Regions from separate parts of the Mus musculus genome. Here region 2 is linked to region 1. A link is a contact called in public Hi-C data. All regions are on one chromosome and are shown on one strand. Each heading gives the region's core, a stretch centred on a gene start, on an enhancer-like site or on the middle of the called end of the contact. The rest is flanking DNA. Distances are from core to core; before and after follow the strand shown.

Region 1 (4,527 bases), core at 966-3,465:
TTTCTTGTATCACCTCGTGTGGTTCCTATGACTGCTATAATGTATAATGCTGGGACCTAAATTTCTGTGGTTGAACTGATTGAAGTCTGTCAGTATAGAACCTAAAATAAATTGAGTTTAATATTAACTTCGAGCAGCAGAATGGTATTGTATGGCCTGGGGGGAATGTCTCTGTATTGTAATGGGTGGGTTGAAAGAGATAGGTATTTGATTGCTTTGCAGTTCTCCAGGCTACTGCCGCACTAACATGATTTGCAAAGTTATACCTCTAGGAAAAGCAAGATTGCTCTAATTTGAATAGATAGGACAATGTTGTGTGAGTACAGGGGTAAAAGACACGTTTTACCGTAAGTAATTAGAGACAAGGATTTGTTTCCTTGAGATGATACAACGCCAGATTACCAAATGGTAATTTAAGCATTTCTTTTGATTAAATCTATGCTATATGTTTTAATTTCATAATAAAGTCATCTAACCTTTTCCCAAGTTTAAGGAAGCAGTTGATTGATATAATAACCCAATTTAATGAAATTCATTAAGACTCCTGCATAAGTTCATGACAAAGACTGACACAGAAGGATAAGGGGGTTTCTATAATCATGGCTTCACTGTGATGGGTCAAAACTCCCGTCACCTTATTTGGCCACTTAGCATGCTTTCACTCTGAGCTGTGGAAAGGTCTGGAAGTCCAATATACAAAGAGTTTAGAATCTCTGCTCATTTTTACTGCGTGGAAGCACATTGAGTATGTGGAAATAGAAATAACAAAGACTCTGGAATGCAAATGGACCGGCAGATTAGTGCTGCCTCTGTGCCCTTGGCCATCTTTCCTTTTGCATTTCCCCCTCTGCTCCAGTTAGTAGAAACATCTCTGGGGCAGATCAAGATACTGTGTGTTCTTACTGGGAACGCATTTTTAATAGATACAACGTTGTTGACAAGTTTCAGTTCTCTTAGGATATAGGTGGAGTTATATGGTAGCTAATCGACTAAGTATGTTACCATTTGAATCTAGGCTGTAAAGCACAGCCCAAATGTTTAAGCAAAGAGACAGCCAAAGAGAGGATAAACATATCTCTACTCTGGACAGGGGCCGGGGGTAATGGCGGGGGAGGGAGAGAGAGAGAGAGAGAGAGAGAGAGAGAGAGAGAGAGAGAGAGAGAGAAGGAGAGAGAGAGAAGGAGAGAGAGAGAGACATTTTACTAGAATACTACTGTCCTAGACGTTCAACTGAATCAAATCCTAATGCATGTCAAACAAGCACTAGTATGAAGCTGTGCCCACAGTCCCTTTTACTATATTTAAAAACACATACATGTGTCTATGTGTCTATGTACTTCAGCTAGACGCTTTTCTCTGTCATGTTAACCTGAAGAGAAAAAAAAAAAAAAAAAAAAAACAAGAAGAAACCAGGCGAGTAGATAATCCATCTGCTTTTCTTCCGTTACTCAGAAATGTAGACCAAACACACATGAAATAACTATGAGGAAATTAACTTTTTTTTTCCTATCTGGAATATCTAGATTATCGGGCAAATGACACGATCCCTCCAACCATCCCATACAACCAGTCCTATGACCAGAACACAGGAGGGTCTTATAACAGCTCAGATCGGGGCAGTAGTACATCCGGTAAGTAAAACACACACAGGAAAGTGTCGGCCTTTTCTCTTGAAAAGAGATGATGGAGGGAGGATGGGATAGGGGGGGTTCCAGGATTGGGTGTGTGTGTGGGGGGGGCTGGTAAAGGGGATAATTCTTGAAATCTAAATAAAGAAAATATCCAATTTAAAGGGGGAGAGGGGGGCAGTGATGAGCAGAGTGCTAATCAGCTGTGTACCACAAATCATCACCTTGTATCATAGGAGTCCCAGACACAGGTCTGGTCTGCAGTCTGATGCACCACCCGCCCAATAAACTACTTCCTATCCTACTTGGCATCAAATATCAAGCGTTCTGTTTCCTTCTTTGATACTGAGATTTAGCAACGTCAAAAGGACAAAATACTTTTCCAAGGCAGTTAAACTTCTTTTCCTTCCCTTATTCAGAACACAGCCCCAAAGAGTACATATGTGATAAATTTGTTATGTTACCACTTAGTTCTCTCAAGGAGAAGAATGCCTGAGGATCGGTGATCTGGGGGTGAGGGATGGCAGAAACCTTAGTCCACATTCTCTCCGAGGTCTCCCAGTTCTTGCTGGAAAACTTATAAACTTTCCTCCCAGTATCATCCTGTCCTGCCTCAGAAGCCACAGTGAGGCTCCCTTCCCTGTGGTTCGGTGTGCGGCTGCAGCTGTCTGCCAGCTGTTTTCCTGATAGGCGCTGCAGATGGGGGTTTGCTGGTAGTTAAGTCCTGTTTTTGTAATTAAAGGCGGTTGATTATTAGAGCTAACATGTGGCAAGTCACACCACAATGAGAACGGAGCCATTGATCTTAAGTGGAGCATGTTTCTCCAGAACGGGGAAGAACAGAGCCTCCTGGCAACTGCAGGAGTTGTTGCTAGGGTCTTTGTGCCGGTGAGCTCTGTCCTCTTCTCTAATGATGCTCACATCTGCAGTTACCTCTCTTCCCTTAACAGAGGCACGGTGGTGTGGCATTCCCTAGCCTGTACTTCAAGGGTTCTTATGTGAATTACAGGAGATGATTCTTTACCATTTTAGATTTTAGTTTTTCAGATTGTACTAAATACTCTCTTTTCAAAATCCTAAATGATTTTTCCCTTTTCTTCTTCAAAGTAACGAAATTTCGTGTTTTGAACAAAATTTTATGTGTGTATTTTTTTTTTGGCGGGGGGGAGGATCATCACCAGTATTTAAGTATTTGATTATGATATGTCATTTTTGTCTTTGAACTCTTAGCTGCTTGTAGAGAAAAGCGTAGGTGATTGATTCCCCGTTGGCATCTACATCCCTCACTGGCGATGCCCGATCTTGATACTTGTGTTGTCACTGGTTATTCCACGAATGGTAAAAGGATGCTAAAACCACGTGACATCTGATGCCCGGTGGCAAAAAGCAAAACACAGGAGTGAAATTGAGGAGGGGGCTGCAGTGTCCAGCGTCACGGGGCAGATGCTGTTCTTGGGGAAAATGTACATGAGGAGAGGCAGAGGAAGACAAGGGTCAATTTTCCCTTCACGCCCCATGCCCCATAGTCCTCCTAGTACAGGCGACTGAGGACGTGAGAGAGCATGGAGATGCTGGGACTGACAGTCAGCGTTTATTGTTAGCCGTCAGCTTGCCCTTCCATCCAGTTTGATGCAATAGCAGACCAGCCCGAGAACAACTGGTATGACAAACAGTTCCTGTGACGGAGAAGTCCCAAGTGACTTAAAAACATTTTAAAGGCTCATTGAATAAGCTAAAGCCTGCTTCATCTCCCATGGGACTTGTTTCAGAGTCATAAAGAAACATTAAAGCAATTCTGGGATATTGGGGGCTCATATGAGAAAAAAAAACAATTACAGACTCTGTGTTCATAATGTACATATGGACCTGAAATATGTTAGGTAGGAGTGTTTAATTACACAATATCTTTTGACTTAAAACTCTCTAGAAGTTAGTATACATACCAGCTACCAATGTGTAAAGGATGAGTCAGTTCTAAAATCAAAAACACCATAGTAATTGAATAATTGGGCTACTCCATAGCACTAAAAAATGTTCAGGAACGTCATCTTTTTTATTATTATACGCCATAATTTTATATAAACGGGTTAAAATATGTCTTCCCATTATTTTTAATGCACTTTCTCCTTCCTTTGTCATTAAATATATTAGTTCTTCTGGCAATTTCCTCACCCCTACCTCTCTTCCCCAAGAAAATGAGAAATTTCATTGTGCCTGAAACATTCCAATGGACAAGTACAAATTATATATATTCAGTGATTTAATGCAACAGTAGACTACTAATAGATCGTATCTGTATCGCATTGTATTGTAGGATTCAGCAATTAAATATTAGAAAGGCACTCCAGAAAATATGTCCACAGCTCATTTGTTTCAGATGATAATCCATAATGCAATTAATTGCTGTAGGAAGATCACTATTAATGATACTACTTGTAAAATTCATTGAAGCTTATGTTTCATCCTGGGCTATGCACTTGGCATTGAACTTGGTAGTATTTGGCCTTTTCTCTTGTATCAACTCCTGTCTAATGAAAAAAAGTATGCACACACACACACACACACACACACACATGTGCATATGAATTATAGGATAGTAGCAGAATATATTAAACTCTTTAATAATGGAAAATAAAAGGTAAACGTCAGAAACAAAAGACATTGTATTTTATTTCTTTTCTAGGGAGTCAAGGCCACAAGAAAGGGGCACGGACACCAAAGGCACCCAAGCAGGGTGGCATGAACTGGGCAGACTTGCTGCCCCCTCCTCCGGCGCATCCTCCCCCACATAGCAACAGTGAAGAATACAACATGTCCGTAGATGAAAGGTAAGGGCATTGCCACAGTAAGAGGGCAGACAAGTCAGGGTTCGCCCAAATTGCCCAAAGAAGACTGATTT
Region 2 (4,466 bases), core at 1,671-4,170, 1.1 Mb after region 1:
GCCAACCCGGATCCTAGGTTTCTGAAGCCCATCCTGAGGAATGCCACAGGGTGTGTTTGCCTGAGAATCACTTCCTAGACAAGTTGAATCAAAGCCTTCATGCTTCTCCAGTATAATAATAAAATCACTTTATAGAGCCCTGGTTCTCAGCTCTTTTAATGCTGCAAGTCTTGAATACAGTTCCTCATTTGGTGGTGACGACCAAAACCAAAATTTTTTTGTTGCTACTTCGTAACTGTAGTTTCCATACTCTTATGGATCCTAAGATAAATATCTAATTTCTATTGTTATGAATCCTACTGGAAATGTCCAGTATGCCGGATATGTAATATGCTACCATTGTGGGAGTGGTCACAACTCACTACCTGAAGATTTCTGTTATAGACTTATTTGTTTTTATTTCATTTTAATCAAATATCCATTTATGGGTCATAATACTTTGTAGTACATTCTACTGTATCTCAAAGTTTAAGTCTCCAATGTTCAAAGCCATATGAATTTACCTTTTATTTTTAGTGTCACATTCAACAGACACATAACACTTTCTGTGCTGCATAAAGAATTCTGCTGAAGGAGGCAGGAACAATATACTGGAAATTAAAGTGCTTGTAAACTGGAGCTCAATTTCCCATGAATCTTATCATACCGTAATTTTACTATTTATGCCTTTGTAATTTTAAATCTTCATAGAAAGCATGCTCCCATGTTCATTTTTTTTCCAGAAATTACCCTGTTTATCACATGGGAATATGCACAGACACCAGTGTTCACTGAGGGTTTTAAGCCTTGATTTTCTCATTTCTACCAATTCATGCATGTATCTCTATTAAGGTAAATAAATAAATGAGATATGCGGGTGAAATATTTTTCTGTGTTCTACGTGTAATAGTCATTAGTTACAGTATTTATTATTATTCTATAAGACTTGCCACTTTATTTCTGTAAACTGACATGATAGAAGATTTTTATAGTAGAATTTTCCAGAAAGCATAAATAGAAGTTTATGATTTGGGACAAATGTATTTCCCTATCACAGAGAAAACACCAGGGTAAGATTTTGTGAGTAGGCATGGGACTGCTTCCACAATCCTTCCATGAGGATGTACAGAATTTGGAGAGTGGGTCCACTTCTATTTAAAGCCACACAGCCTAACTTGTTTCTTTAATGACAGCCCCATCAAACAAAGTACTGGTTCTTTCTTCCTCCTGTATTCTTTCTCTATAAGAAGTTCTCCTTCTCATTCCTGTTTAAGTGTTAGGGCCAACCTCAGCCAGACTCCACTGATTCCTTCTGGATTTCCTGTTAGGCCAGGAAAGAATTTATTTACTAACTTTTAAGGTTTTATAATGTCTTGATCCTCCAGAGGGGAACAAATAAATAGGTCTCTTGTCCATTGGTCAAACACACGTTGGTGACATTGGTGTTTAATTAATAACTTAGTACAGGAAGGATCTTGATACACTTACTCTGTATAGGTTACTGAGGTTTTGAAAGATCATAAAATTATGACCTGAAGTATCTTCAAATGGACATTTATGCTTGACATGCCTATGGAAGGAGTCTCTTCAATACTGTCAACCCATCTTTCAACATCACACTGCCATGTGGGTCCCCCTCAAAAGAAGTTTCTGAATTTTGATTAGGATATTTTCTTTGTTAAGGAATTAATCTAATGTTACCATGGATACAAGAAAGAAAACAACAGCAACAAAACAAATATTCTTCATTATGCACATTCCCTCCACCCCAGAAATTACTTAGTACAAAAACCAATGTAACTCATCATTTCGAGGATTGAGAAGAATAATTTTCCTAACTATGCATTAATGTTGTCAGCATTTATTATCATTTTATTTTAGTTATGTTGTTTTCATTGCCCTTAATCCTCCCTATTCATTACATTCTTTTTATTTTAGGTTTAAGTCATAAATTCAGTGTCCCTTAAACAAAGTGAAGATGCCAAAGAAATGAATTCGTTCTTCCAACTGCCTCAACTGACCTCAGCCTGAATATGTACCTCGCAAGCTCATTACACTTGCTTCCCTCCTGGTGAACAGCAGTGGGCTATGCATGGAGCTAAGCACCAGCAAGTGATATTCAAGTTTACATTTTTTTCTGTTATTGAGAGGGACTATCAAATCCCTTTTGCTCTTTCCCAAACCAAACAGTATCTACCTCTACCTCTACTCTCAATAGCCGGAGCTCTTGACACATCCTGATTAGACTTCTCAGGCCAGGGCACAGGGCAACTAATAATTCTTATTCTTTACCATGGTTCTTCTCTTACACACACACCAGCAAATTAATCGTTTTAAAACACATACATACTTATGCCACCCTTAACACTGCCAGGACAGTGCTCCATGTTGCTTGTGATAATTTTCACTCAAAAGTGGCCCCTCATCTACCTGCTCAGACTGAACTCCCTCCTCTCGGGAGCTGTCAGCAGTTTTGAAGCTTTAGTTTTGTATCCCGTACATCTAAGGCAAAGTTGTCTAAGGCAGAGCTGAACATTCCGTCTTCCCTCCACTCCACCACTGTTTGTTTCTCTAAATCAGCACTTTTAAACATCTGACACTAATTACTGTAATGCAAAACACATGCTGTGAGCATTCCTAGATGGCCTTGGCGCTAACAATTCTCTCTCATTAGAAGATTGCAAATGGGATGACCGGATCTTGATTTTTATCTAGAAAATACAGTCTACGTACCTCTGAGCATGTCCTACTAGATAGGGAGCTCCCTGAAACCAAGGGTGGGGCCCTCATGTCCATGAGCAAACACATCTTCATTGTTCCATTAAATCAGACTGGAAAAGGGGACTCTTTATTTGTACAAACTGGCTATAAAAGGAGCCACATGTAAAAGATTAGCTGAGACCTCAACCCTGTCTGGAAATCTGTTCCCTTTCAGCACATTTCACTGTTCTTCTACTAAACAATGTGAGCTAGTGTGCCTATTTAAAGGGGTGGGGAGGGGGGAGAAATGTGACTGTGAGAATAAAACCAAACAAACACATTGTGAGGTGCAGATGACAAAGACCAAAGATATTTCTTACTCATGGGCCACTGTCTACATCCTGCAACAGTCTCCCTGTGCCTAAATCACCTTCGCCCCTGTTTCTAGCTGGAATCCTCAACTCCACTCAAGCATTTTCCTGCAACATTTTTTCCCTTCTCTGTTGTGTGTTAGATGACTCCCGTAAGCATATTGGCAAGCTTTATGAGCCTCATTTAAGATGAAACCAAATCCATGTTATTGTCCTCCTGTCCCTTTCCAGATAATCTCTCTTTGTTCCCTGGCCTACAGGAAACTAGAAATGCTATTATTGCTTGCTATCTCTAATTTTTCGTTTCTATTTTCTCTTAAACCTTGGGTAATAAAGACTTTCCCCTTTCTACTCCAACAAAATTGCCTTCATAACAGAGTCCAGAGGTCTCCATATTACTGTTTCCAGTGGTCATTTCATATTGGTAGCATCTGATGAACTGGAACTTGAAATATACACTGCTCATGCCCTAAAAATGATACCTTCCTTCTATTTGGCTGCCTACCATTAATGTTTTAAATGTAGTCTTTGCTAGGTTTTCATCATATCAATGATGTAACTTTAGGATGTCTGCTTCCTGTATGTATCATCCTGTGTACTCTTATCAAATATCACAAGCTTAGTACAGATTTCCTAAGATTTCAAGTTAACTTTGTGGAAGCTCATGTCTTCTACCACCTACCTGGTGTCAATAGTGTGAAATATTAAATAAAAGATCCACACTTGACCTAGTCAAAATACCTGATAACTTTCATAGTCTTTAAATGTAGAAGATCATGAATATTTTTTCCAGCTAGACATGAACTTTTGAGTTTTTCTACTCCTTCTTTCTCAATAACTTCACATAAAATGATCCAGTGCAGATGATACTAGTTTTTAAATGTATCAGGTCTAGGCAGGTCTTACAAGATCTCCTGCCTCATGGATCAAGTGAAACCATCTCCATGTCTTGTCACCATGTTGGAAGCACTCACTTCAGTGTAGAACATGTTCTTCACAAATTCCGAATGGATTCACATTGCTAAGTGCATGTGTAGACACATTGGCTGACTTTCACTCAATTTCCTTACTCTCACTCAACTCATCCTATGCCTGAGCCCTGTCCTCATCTGCTTGGAACCATTTATCTTCCTTCTTCCATTGTCCTAGAACACTCTTTTTCCCACCCCCGCATTCATTACCAAATAGTTAAATTTAATTTTAATTCTCATCCCTAAATTTTCATCGTTTTAAGAGTGTCTTCCTTGGTGACAATATGTAAACTCTCTCTCTCTCTCTCTCCATTTCTTTCTCCATCTCTTTCTCCATCTCTATCTGTTTCTCTCTCTCTTTTCCCCCTCTCTCCCTCTCTCTCCATCTCTCTCTGTGTCTATATCTCTGTCTCTGTCTCTCTTCTACACACATACACACACACAC

What was found. Hi-C and Micro-C count contacts between places; a contact is called where the count stands out from the background.
Region 2: a contact with region 1 is called in a Hi-C map of uterus, with 3 times the contacts expected there. The contact joins two enhancer-like sites. A contact is called at or near these places in 4 of 484 Hi-C or Micro-C datasets (cerebellar granule neurons, cranial neural crest and uterus) and 1 of 9 other capture datasets (embryonic stem cells).

The regions. Positions count from the first base shown.
Region 1 is chr16:73,005,301-73,009,827 of GRCm38.p6, forward strand. It overlaps Robo1 (roundabout guidance receptor 1), which reads left to right. Exons shown (of 29, transcript NM_019413.2): 22 at 1,524-1,631; 23 at 4,312-4,456. Among named protein-coding and RNA genes, the nearest start is that of Gm52247, 48 kb to the left of the region's middle. Within about 2 kb of position 2,216, at least 20 of the 459 cell types and tissues checked have an H3K27ac peak or open chromatin away from gene starts, as enhancers often do. A contact at or near this core is called in uterus, where this site is marked.
Region 2 is chr16:74,090,776-74,095,241 of GRCm38.p6, forward strand. All of the region lies in intron 2 of Robo2 (roundabout guidance receptor 2), which reads right to left. Among named protein-coding and RNA genes, the nearest start is that of Gm22163, 34 kb to the left of the region's middle. Within about 2 kb of position 2,921, at least 37 of the 459 cell types and tissues checked have an H3K27ac peak or open chromatin away from gene starts, as enhancers often do. A contact at or near this core is called in uterus, where this site is marked.